3 separate regions of the Zea mays genome follow, and all the other regions are linked to region 1. Evidence: chromatin contacts called from public Hi-C data. All regions are on one chromosome and are shown on one strand. Each heading gives the region's core, a stretch centred on a gene start, on an enhancer-like site or on the middle of the called end of the contact. The rest is flanking DNA. Distances are from core to core; before and after follow the strand shown.

What was found. A called contact is a pair of places that touch in the nucleus more often than the background predicts.
Region 2: a contact with region 1 is called in a Hi-C map of endosperm, with 2.7 times the contacts expected there. The contact joins the promoter of LOC100382649 here to the promoter of LOC100276677 in region 1. A contact is called at or near these places in 2 of 25 Hi-C or Micro-C datasets (endosperm and leaf).
Region 3: a Hi-C map of leaf shows a contact between it and region 1, with 2.9 times the contacts expected there. The contact joins the enhancer-like site here to the promoter of LOC100276677 in region 1. A contact is called at or near these places in 3 of 25 Hi-C or Micro-C datasets (ear, leaf and tassel).

Annotation. Positions count from the first base shown.
Region 1 is chr8:27,434,883-27,438,038 of Zm-B73-REFERENCE-NAM-5.0, reverse strand. It overlaps LOC100276677, which reads right to left and starts at 1,733. Exons shown (of 2, transcript NM_001150404.2): 1 at 1,304-1,733. The coding sequence starts at 1,641. It overlaps LOC111589943, which reads left to right and starts at 2,555. Exons shown (of 4, transcript XM_023300858.1): 1 at 2,555-2,887; 2 at 2,995-3,156. The coding sequence starts at 3,144.
Region 2 is chr8:27,566,018-27,569,238 of Zm-B73-REFERENCE-NAM-5.0, reverse strand. It overlaps LOC100382649 (putative leucine-rich repeat receptor-like protein kinase family protein), which reads left to right and starts at 1,441. Exons shown (of 2, transcript NM_001175373.1): 1 at 1,441-2,946. The coding sequence starts at 1,620.
Region 3 is chr8:27,193,312-27,196,293 of Zm-B73-REFERENCE-NAM-5.0, reverse strand. No RefSeq gene overlaps it. Among protein-coding and RNA genes, the nearest start is that of LOC103636838, 79 kb to the left of the region's middle. Within about 2 kb of position 1,618, at least 1 of the 20 cell types and tissues checked has an H3K27ac peak or open chromatin away from gene starts, as enhancers often do. A contact at or near this core is called in leaf, where this site is marked.

The sequences.
Region 1 (3,156 bases), core at 484-2,983:
TTAATATAATAATGTTTAGCAAATACTCAGGCACAGTGCTACGTTGCATGTAAATCAAATTGTTCAGTCCAGGCAAAGCAGCCATGCGCTATGAGAAGGCTAGTTTGTTCAGGTATACTGAGAAGACAATGGTGCAGCACAATAGAAGCCTTGAAATGGAGAAGTATGCCTGGTGTAAGTTCCCACCTGTTTTTTTTTATTAAACAACGAAACAAATGGATATAACTATATGGGGAAGTAAAGGCCATGTTGCTTGGAGAGGGAAAAAAATCATGTCTCAAACAACTATAAAAGGCATCAACCCCTACAAAACAAAGAGCACCGCAAACAAGGTATGGATGTATCCAACAGTCAGACGATCAGTAAGTTAAGAGGCCCTTTGTTGAAAAGTGAGAACTGAACTCTAATAACAGAAGGAAAGGGGACAAATAGCAACTAACAACATAAACCCATGAAAACAAACTGAAACAGGATGTCATATCACAATAACTCCAATAATAAGACCGCATATCTAACAAATCTAACCCATGGAACTGGCACCATAGGATGTCAATATCACAATAACTCCAGTCAGCCAATAACATTTCAGTTAACTGTGCGGAGGACCAACCAACGGCACAGAAGTATAGGATTCATCACGTAATCCTTGAAAAAATGATCCCATTCTCCAATGGCTAAAGAACACGACTCTATAAACAAGAACCCCAATTATATCTACAGACAACACATATCCTAATTAACATTAGGTAAGAAGAAACATATAGGCTTCATTTCTGAGTGCAGCTCTTCAGGTGGTGGCACCATCACCACCAACAGCACTGCCCAAGGCCTCCATTCCAACTCAAAAGCTAGCGAATGGTAGTCTAGGTCTAGCTAGGCTAAACTATCACTTCCAGGCAAAAGGGATGTCCTGAGATAGGGTTAACTTTCCAATCAGCCAACAAGCAAAATACTGAGGGCCTATGCAGCATCCGCTATGATTTGTGAAATATTTATAGCTGCAGCTCTGTCCGGTGGCAGCTACTGCAGATCACAAGCTATATGGATATGGGAAGGCAGAGTAAGCTTGTGTATGCACATATTCTACCTCGAACTAGAAGGTACTAGTTTGCACTTGCAGTGACGACAAATCTTTAGTAGGTAAGCAGAGATAAGCCTCCTTAACAATAATCAATTGAAGCATACATCACTGATGGTGAGAAGGGAAAAAAAGCAGTTTTTCAATTGGAACCCAGTTAGATCAGCTCAGTCGAGTCCAACAAAGAAAATAAAAAGACAAATCTAGGAGGCTGTCGAATCGAACCTGTAGATGTCAAAGCTGGGCTCCTTGTAGAGCACATCGGGGAGCTCCTCCCTGAGCGTCCGGATCGCGTACCCCATGTTGAGGTAGTACCTCTGCCTCACCTCGTCGTCCTCGTCCCCGCGCCTCCCCGCGACCGGCGGAGACTCCGACGGCGTGGCCGGCGCGGCAAGAAGAGGAGGCGGCATCCGGCCCTCCCGCACGGGGTCGGCGACCCTGATCACCCGCCCCGCCTCCCCCTGCTTGACGCGCCCCCCCGCCACCGCCACCGCCACACCCCTCCTCCTCCGCGCCGGCGGCCGCGCCGCCGCGAGGTCCGGCAGGTGCAGCAGCTGAGCCATGCCGTTCCTTGGTCTTGGCTTCGGTGGCTAGATAGAAGGGAGAGGTCGAGAGGAGAGGAGAGGAGAGGTCAGAGGAGAGTGTGTGAACTGCACGAGGGGAGAGAAGTATGTCTCCACCTGATATGACGAACCGGCCGCGCCTGCTCGGTTGGAGTCGTGCGCGTGTCACTGTTTTGTGGGGCCCTCTGCGCGCTTGGCCTGACCCCGCCTGATCTTGCTACGAGAGTGGGGACTGGAGAGCGGTGTTGTTTTTCTTTTGTCTTGGTCTTGCCATGGAAAATGAAAATGAAGGCCCCCTCGTCGTCTACTGTAGCGCGCATTCCTATGTAACATTCAGTATATAAGAAGTGATCAAAAAATACCCTTACCGACAACCCAAGATAATTAAATAAATAGCAATATTATACTATACACAACAGTAATCTGAGTAATAAATATATATGGTAGCTAATTTATGTCAACAGAGCCTAATTTTTGTTGGTGTATACCTTTTGCAGATTAATGGACAAAAAATATGTAGTTCCGCCGAAGCCAATGGAAGTCAGTAGGACTGAGCAAAAAACCCGTTACCCGAACCCAAAATACCCGTACCCGAACCCGTAATACCGGGTACCCGAAATTTGTTTGGGAATTTCGGGTACTAACTTGTGAAACCCGAAATTATTCTGGGTAATTCGGGTAGCGCCAACCGGTACCCGAACAACCCATACCCGAAATTTACAACGGCTGCTCGCGGCCCACTGTTCACGCGAATCACAATTCACAACGGCTGGCCACGAGCCCACGGCCCACCTAGGCAAGTGCAAAGTGCAAACCCAGAGACAGAGTCCCAGAAAGGTAGAAACCCTAGCGCAACAGTAGCGCACAGCCGCACACCGGCACACGGCACTACGACAGACGGCAATCTCCAGACTCCAGCCCCACAGCGCACAAGCGCAGTACCACTGTACCAGTAGTCCAGTACCGCACGGCGCCGCGCAATCTCCAGCTCCAGGCTTCACCGCCGTCCGCCGGCAGGCACAAGCCCAGTACCGCAGTCCGCAGGCTCACGCAGTTACGCTCCCGCAGTCCCGCTCCATCTCGGCATCTCCAGGCTTCACCGCCGTCCGCTGGCGCCGCCACGTTCAGCCAGCAGCCAGGCGGCAGCCATCAAGGTCAAGGGCTCCAAGCCTCCAACGTACAGGGCTCGCATCGCAGGTCGCGGTCGGCCGCCAGCCCGCCACGCCATCCTGCTCCTGCCATCCAGGTTAGGGTCACTGATAGTGATATGCTCATCCCTAATTCCCCACTGAGCCCTGCCCAAGGAATCGAGCAGACAACAGAACACATCCTAACCCTAATCCGACCTCGCAGGCTCGCAGCAGGCAGCACGGCAGCAGAGCACGCATACCTCATCGGCCGACACGACGACACCGATTGAGGAATCAAGCAACGTATGCATTTATATGTTGTCTAATCATCAATAACTTAGTAAGTTAGTATAAGGTTTGAGGTTTTTGCATATGCCTAATAGTA
Region 2 (3,221 bases), core at 192-2,691, 130 kb before region 1:
CAGCCATGTAGGGCGCTAAGACTGTCTTCAGCGGTTGCCCCTAAATTTGGCCCCCCTATATCCCACTCACGTGCCACGTCAGCGTTCTCTTTCCTCCTATATCTCCACCCTGTACAGCGGTTCCCCCTAAATCCTTCCCCTACACCCCACTACAACCATAAAATATCATTTTCTATACCTACTTTTCATCTCTTGTCAATTTTTATTCTACTAACAATTAATTCAACAGTACAAGCACAGTGTTTAGAGGGCTTGCCACAGTCCTCCACATCTAGCGGAGCACTGCTCCCAGCGCTACCACTGTTGCTTGTAGGGGAAGGTTTAGAGGTGGCCGCTGCACCCATCTCGTCACCCTAAGGGCATGTTCGGTTACACTAATCCAGAGGGGGATTGAAGGGGTTTAAATCCCCTTCTAGTCATTTTTGACTAGGAGGGGATTTAATCCCCTTCAATCTCCCTCTGGATTGGTGTAACCAAACAAGCCCTAAACGTGCACAGTGCAAGGGGAGGGGGAAGGGCGCGGCATGCGCTGAAGACAGTCTAATAGTTGGCTGACACGCGTCTGCTGCGTCTTGGCACTTGGCAGCATGCTCCTCGCCCATCGTCGTCCTAGTCCTGCCTACGTGATGGTCGGTGAGCGGTGAGCCTGCCTTCTTTTCCTCCCCACGTCGCCCGGCCGGCGAGCCCTGTGCTCTGCTGCATTGCATGCCCCCCCGGCCTCTGCATGCTGGAGCTCGACCACCGAGCGGCAGAGGCAGACACAAGACACGTCCAAAGCTAGCCTGTCCTATCTCCCTGCTCGGCTGTTTGCTTGTCCGTATGGACAGAATCCGCAAAACAAGCACAGGCAAAGCATGGCCAATGTTGTCAGCTGTCTTGGCTTGGGGGCCTTGTGCATGGCGTGGGGACGTGGGGTGCTCTCGTTCGTTCAGTTCAAAGTTTGAATTCAAAAAAAAAATGAACTTGGCAGGAAAAAGGTGCAAAGCGAAAGAAAGCCAAGTCCTTGCCGTGCTGCGTGCAAAGCAATCATCGTCGCCCACACACTGCAGTGAAGTCATTCACGGCCCATCGCTTTCCTCATTCCCGCCGGCCTAACCCAAGTGTCGGCTGACGAGACTGTGTGAGAGTTGGAGAGCTGCGGATGGATCCGTCGGTCAACCGCTGCCTGTAATAATAATTAACAACAAGTTTTCTAATTCCTAATAAAGTGCTGCTACAATTCGATTGCCAGCAGAGGCTCACATGGGAATTGAAGGCGCAGATCGCTGACCGCGCCGCCGTCACTTGCCGAGCACGCACCGCGGTAGTAGCCGACACCGCCGCGCACAACGTTCCGTTCGTCTCCCCTCGAACCAGTCCTCCCACCAAAAACGCACTCCCGAACCCGACTCTCCTCTTGCTCGCTCTCGGTGGCGTCTCCGCCTCCGCAGTCCGCACTCGCGCACGCTTCCCTTCCCTTCCTCGCCCACGCGGACGCGGCCACGGCCGCTCCAAGCTAGCAGCAGAGCGAGAGCAGCCAATTTTGGCGCACCTCTCTCACTCTCCCTCCCTCCGTTCAGCAGCGTTCGTTTCGTTGCTCACTCAGATCCAGCCATTCAGGTGAGAGAGTAGGGGCAGCGATGCCCACGCCGCCGCTCCGTGGGGCGGGGCTCCTGCTCCGTATCTGCCTCTTCCTCTGCCTCTCACTCCGCCCCCGCCTGGCCTCCTCCGAGCCCGACGCCGACAAGGCGGCGCTGCTGGCGTTCCTCTCCGGCGTGGGCCGCGGCGCCACCGCCCGCGCGCGCATCAACTGGTCCACCACCCACCTCGCCTGCAGCGCCGACGGCCCCGGCCCCGGCTGGACGGGGGTCACCTGCAGCGCGGACGGCGCGCGCGTCGTGGCGCTGCACCTCCCGGGGCTGGGCCTCTCGGGCGCCGTGCCGCCGGGCACGCTCGGCCGCCTCACCGCGCTGCAGCTGCTCAGCCTGCGCTCCAACGACCTCTCCGGCCCGCTCCCCGCCGACCTCCTGCGCCTGCCCGCGCTCGAGGGCCTCCACCTCCACCGCAACGCCTTCTCCGGCGCGCTCCCCGCCGCCCTCGCGGGGCTGACCGCGCTCCAGGTGCTCGACCTCTCTTTCAACGCCTTCGACGGCGCCGTCCCCGGCGCGCTCGCCAACCTCACCCGCCTCGTCGCGCTCGACCTCTCCAACAACTCGCTTTCCGGCCGCGTCCCGGACCTCGGCCTCCCCGCGCTCCGTTTCCTCAACCTCTCCAACAACCGCCTCGACGGGACCGTGCCGGCGTCCCTCCTCCGCTTCCCCGACGCCGCCTTCGCCGGCAACAGCCTCACGCGCCCGGCTCCGGCTCAGGCGCCGCCGGTTGTTGTCGCTCCGCCTCCTGGCCTCGCTGCGCCTCCCCCCGCGAGGCGGCGGCCCAGGCTCAGCGAGGCGGCCATCCTCGCCATTGCCGTGGGAGGGTGCGTCCTCGGGTTCGCCGTCGCGGCGCTGCTGCTCCTCGCATTCTGCAACAGCAGCAGGGAGGGCCGCGATGAAGAGACAGTAGGCGGCGGCGCGGCTGCAGGGAAGGGCGGGGAGAAGAAGGGGAGGGAATCGCCCGAGTCCAAGGCGGTCATCGGCAAGGCCGGGGACGGCAACCGGATGGTCTTCTTTGAGGCCCCGTCGCTGGCGTTCGACCTGGAGGACCTGCTCCGCGCCTCCGCCGAGGTCCTGGGCAAGGGCGCGTTCGGGACGGCGTACCGGGCCGTGCTGGAGGACGCCACCACGGTCGTCGTCAAGAGGCTCAAGGAGGTGAACGCCGGGCGGCGCGACTTCGAGCAGCAGATGGAGCTGCTCGGGCGGATCCGCCACGACAACGTCGTCGAGCTCCGCGCCTACTACTACTCCAAGGACGAGAAGCTGCTCGTGTACGATTACTACAGCCGGGGAAGCGTGTCCAACATGCTCCATGGTATGATCCGCGCTGACATCTATCCTTCGTCCTGTCACTCTCATAAGTTCAATGCTCAATTTGGAATTCTCAATTTGCAATGGGCGTCATAATAACTACCCATGTCTGTTTGTGCGTTTAGAATGGTAGCAATCGTTATAATTATAACGAGACATGAGTGGTGGGGTGTTTGTTTGGGATTATAATCTGCTCAGATTATAATATATAATCTGAGCAGATTATAATCCCAAACAAACACCCCCTTAAATGTGGCAAGAAGGAAGAAACTTTGAGTA
Region 3 (2,982 bases), core at 369-2,868, 240 kb after region 1:
CTTTGTAACATGAGCCATTAACATGGTCATATCTGAGCTGGTAATGTTCTCATCAGTCATTTGAATCAGGCAGATGAAACTCTTCCATTGGATCTTCTTGAATGTCTTGAATTATTTGTGTCTGACTTGTTTTTGTCTCCTGACCGATATCACAATTTTGTCATGCAAATTGTCGAGTCTGACGTAGTAGAGTTATCAACTTCAGCAGGTTGAAATCTATTGTTTTTTCTTTTAAACTAAATATAGTTGTTGGCACAGAGATTTTAAAGTCTTCATTATGGATATTGAAAAACATAACCATGCACCTTTGGTACATCCTATGAATGTAGTCCTCGAGGCAAACTTAGCAGAGTTATCGACATAGGTAAGTTAGACTACCATATAGGCAGGGACCAACTTCATGTAGGAGATGGGATGGGCCCCTAATACACATATAAGCAGCAATTAATGTTCTAAGAACAAGTTTAATAATAGAGCCTGTTGTTGGCTCTAACTACATGATATGTCATCTGTAGCAAACAATAAACGCACTCATATAATAAAGTTGACGATAAGGTTGGCTCTTAGATTAATTCCTTGTCTTTTTCTCTTACATCCTTTTATCTTGGAGTCCATGTAGCACTTGCAGCTGACTCTTGCATGAGAGTCCACTTCCTCTACTTTCTGATGTCTCTCTCCTCCATATAAGTAAAAATGTGTAATACCCAATTTGTAAATAAAAAGAAAGAGTTGATCTCAAAATATGTTTTGCCCTCTACTCATTATAACATGGAAAAAAAAAACTCTTTTGTTTATGAGAATCATTCATGTGACACAGTTTATTTTAAATAAATACCAGATAAAACATGAACTTATGCATCATGCTGGGATTTCTATGTTTGTGCATTCATCCAAAACCTATAATCAAAATAAATTAGCTTTAGATTTAAATTGTGCTCCGAAGGATATGGGAGCAAAGGAATTGAGGAATGAATAAAAATAATAATAATAATGATAATAATAATACCATAGAAATTATGGCAAAACATTGGTAGTAGTATTTATATTAAAGTACTATTAGGATATGAGAAGTAAAATTCAAATCAACAATTCAAACCTATTTTGAATTATGGGTTTTTGGGCAAATAGAGGAAAAAAGAAAACACTGCCTGGGTTGAATAATCCCCCGTGGCCCAGCATCATTTTCTTCCCATGGCCCAACTCGACCCTACGTTTCCGTGGCCCACGATCCATTCCCTGGTCTGGCCAAATGACATGTGGGGCCGTGCTACTGAGATTCCTCTCTCGCGTAACAGACCCACCGCGCCGCCAGCCGCTATCTCTGTCGCGCGTGCTTGGGATAATCTGTGTCTAGTGCGTGGGGCCGGGATGACAGAGTCGTCTCCCTCCTTATCCCTTCCAGCCGAGTCAAGGGGTGGCTAGTGATCCGGTAAGCGCGCAGGCCGCGCAATAGCCTCGTCCGCGATTTTGGCGGGTCGTGGGTTTGGCCGGGTCCTCGGCCTCGCATTCGGAATATAAATGGGAACGTTCGCCGCTCCCTGACCGCAGGACCGCCAGGTTGTAGCCATCATCGCGTGCAGATAGCAGAGGGAAAAAAATTGAGATCCGCTCCGTTGATTGAGGTCGCAATCGCACCATCGCCTAAGCCAACTCAATGCGTCTGAAGATCGTGGGCGCGCGCCGCACCTGGCCATACCCTCGCGCGACGAAGACTGTGGCTGGGCGCTGAGAACAGAGATCTCAGGCTGGGCGCAGGTCTGGGGCTTCACGGGGTTCCTCGGGTGGTGGTTGTGGTCGTCCTGGTCGAAGTGGTGCACCAGGATCTCGTTGATTTCTCGTCGGGGCGTGGATCCAGGGGTTCTCGGTGGTACTCGGCGAGGAGTTCCTGATGCGCGTGCTTCGGTTCCTGGAGCTGTGGGCGATGGGAGGCCAGGGTCCCGCAATGTACCGTGTGCTCAGTTCTCTGCTGCTCGACCACCGGTAAATTTCCGTCCATGTTGTTCTTGCTCCTCCTCTCGTCGTAGTGCGTGCGCTGGGGTTGTTGCTTGTCGGCGCTTAAGCCTTCACGGCAGCGGAAGCACCACCGTCCTGCCGAGCTGAGGGTTGAAGATATGTCCGTGGCCGTCGATCGTTAAGTGAACGGATCGGACGAGATCTCGTCCGGATGATGTCTGGACCGTTGATGTGGATAGACGGTCGGGATTAAAGGTCACGTACCCCCTTCGCTTTTTGGTCTAGTGACGTTAAGATCAGATCGGAGGGATTAGATTGAATCACGCCTTCATCAAATTTTGGCCATAGATCTCGAAGCGTGTGGCCGTGGGTGCGTACCGGTTGGGATAACCGGGGATTTAATCCCAATCGTTGAATTATGATCCCATGGCCCTGAGCGCACCGTGACCCTTTGATCCAGGACATTTTGCAAAAGAGACCCTGATAAACACTGGAATCAACCCGCAGTCCAGTGTACTGGAACCTGAGTCTTAGAGTTTTTGCGTGCTAGCCCCTGATACTCTCTGTATTTATGCGCGCAGTCCAGAATCTAGGAAAATTCTGAAATTTAATTAGAAAATGATTTCTAGTGTTAAAATATTTTCAGAAACTTATTTAATTCATAGAAAATCCAATCTAGCTCCAAATCAAATAATTCCAATTTCTATAATTCTATAATATTATTGTTTATCACATAGTACCTCTGGTTTAACATGAAAAGTGTATTAAAATTAATCTCTTGGTTAATCTTGTATTGAGTGCATAAAACCTTAAGAAATTCATAACTTCTCCATTTTAACTCCGATTTGATCCGTTCAAGTTCCGTTAGTCTCGTAGCAACGCGTAGATTATTATTATGCAGTTTCTCTTATGTTTGATGTAATGTTAATTTTGTCTATACCATATCTGTTTGTATTGCTACGACTAGCAGCGAGGTTTCGAGTCACCTGAAGATCACCCTGGTAACTGGAATCTCAAGTGCCAGGCAAG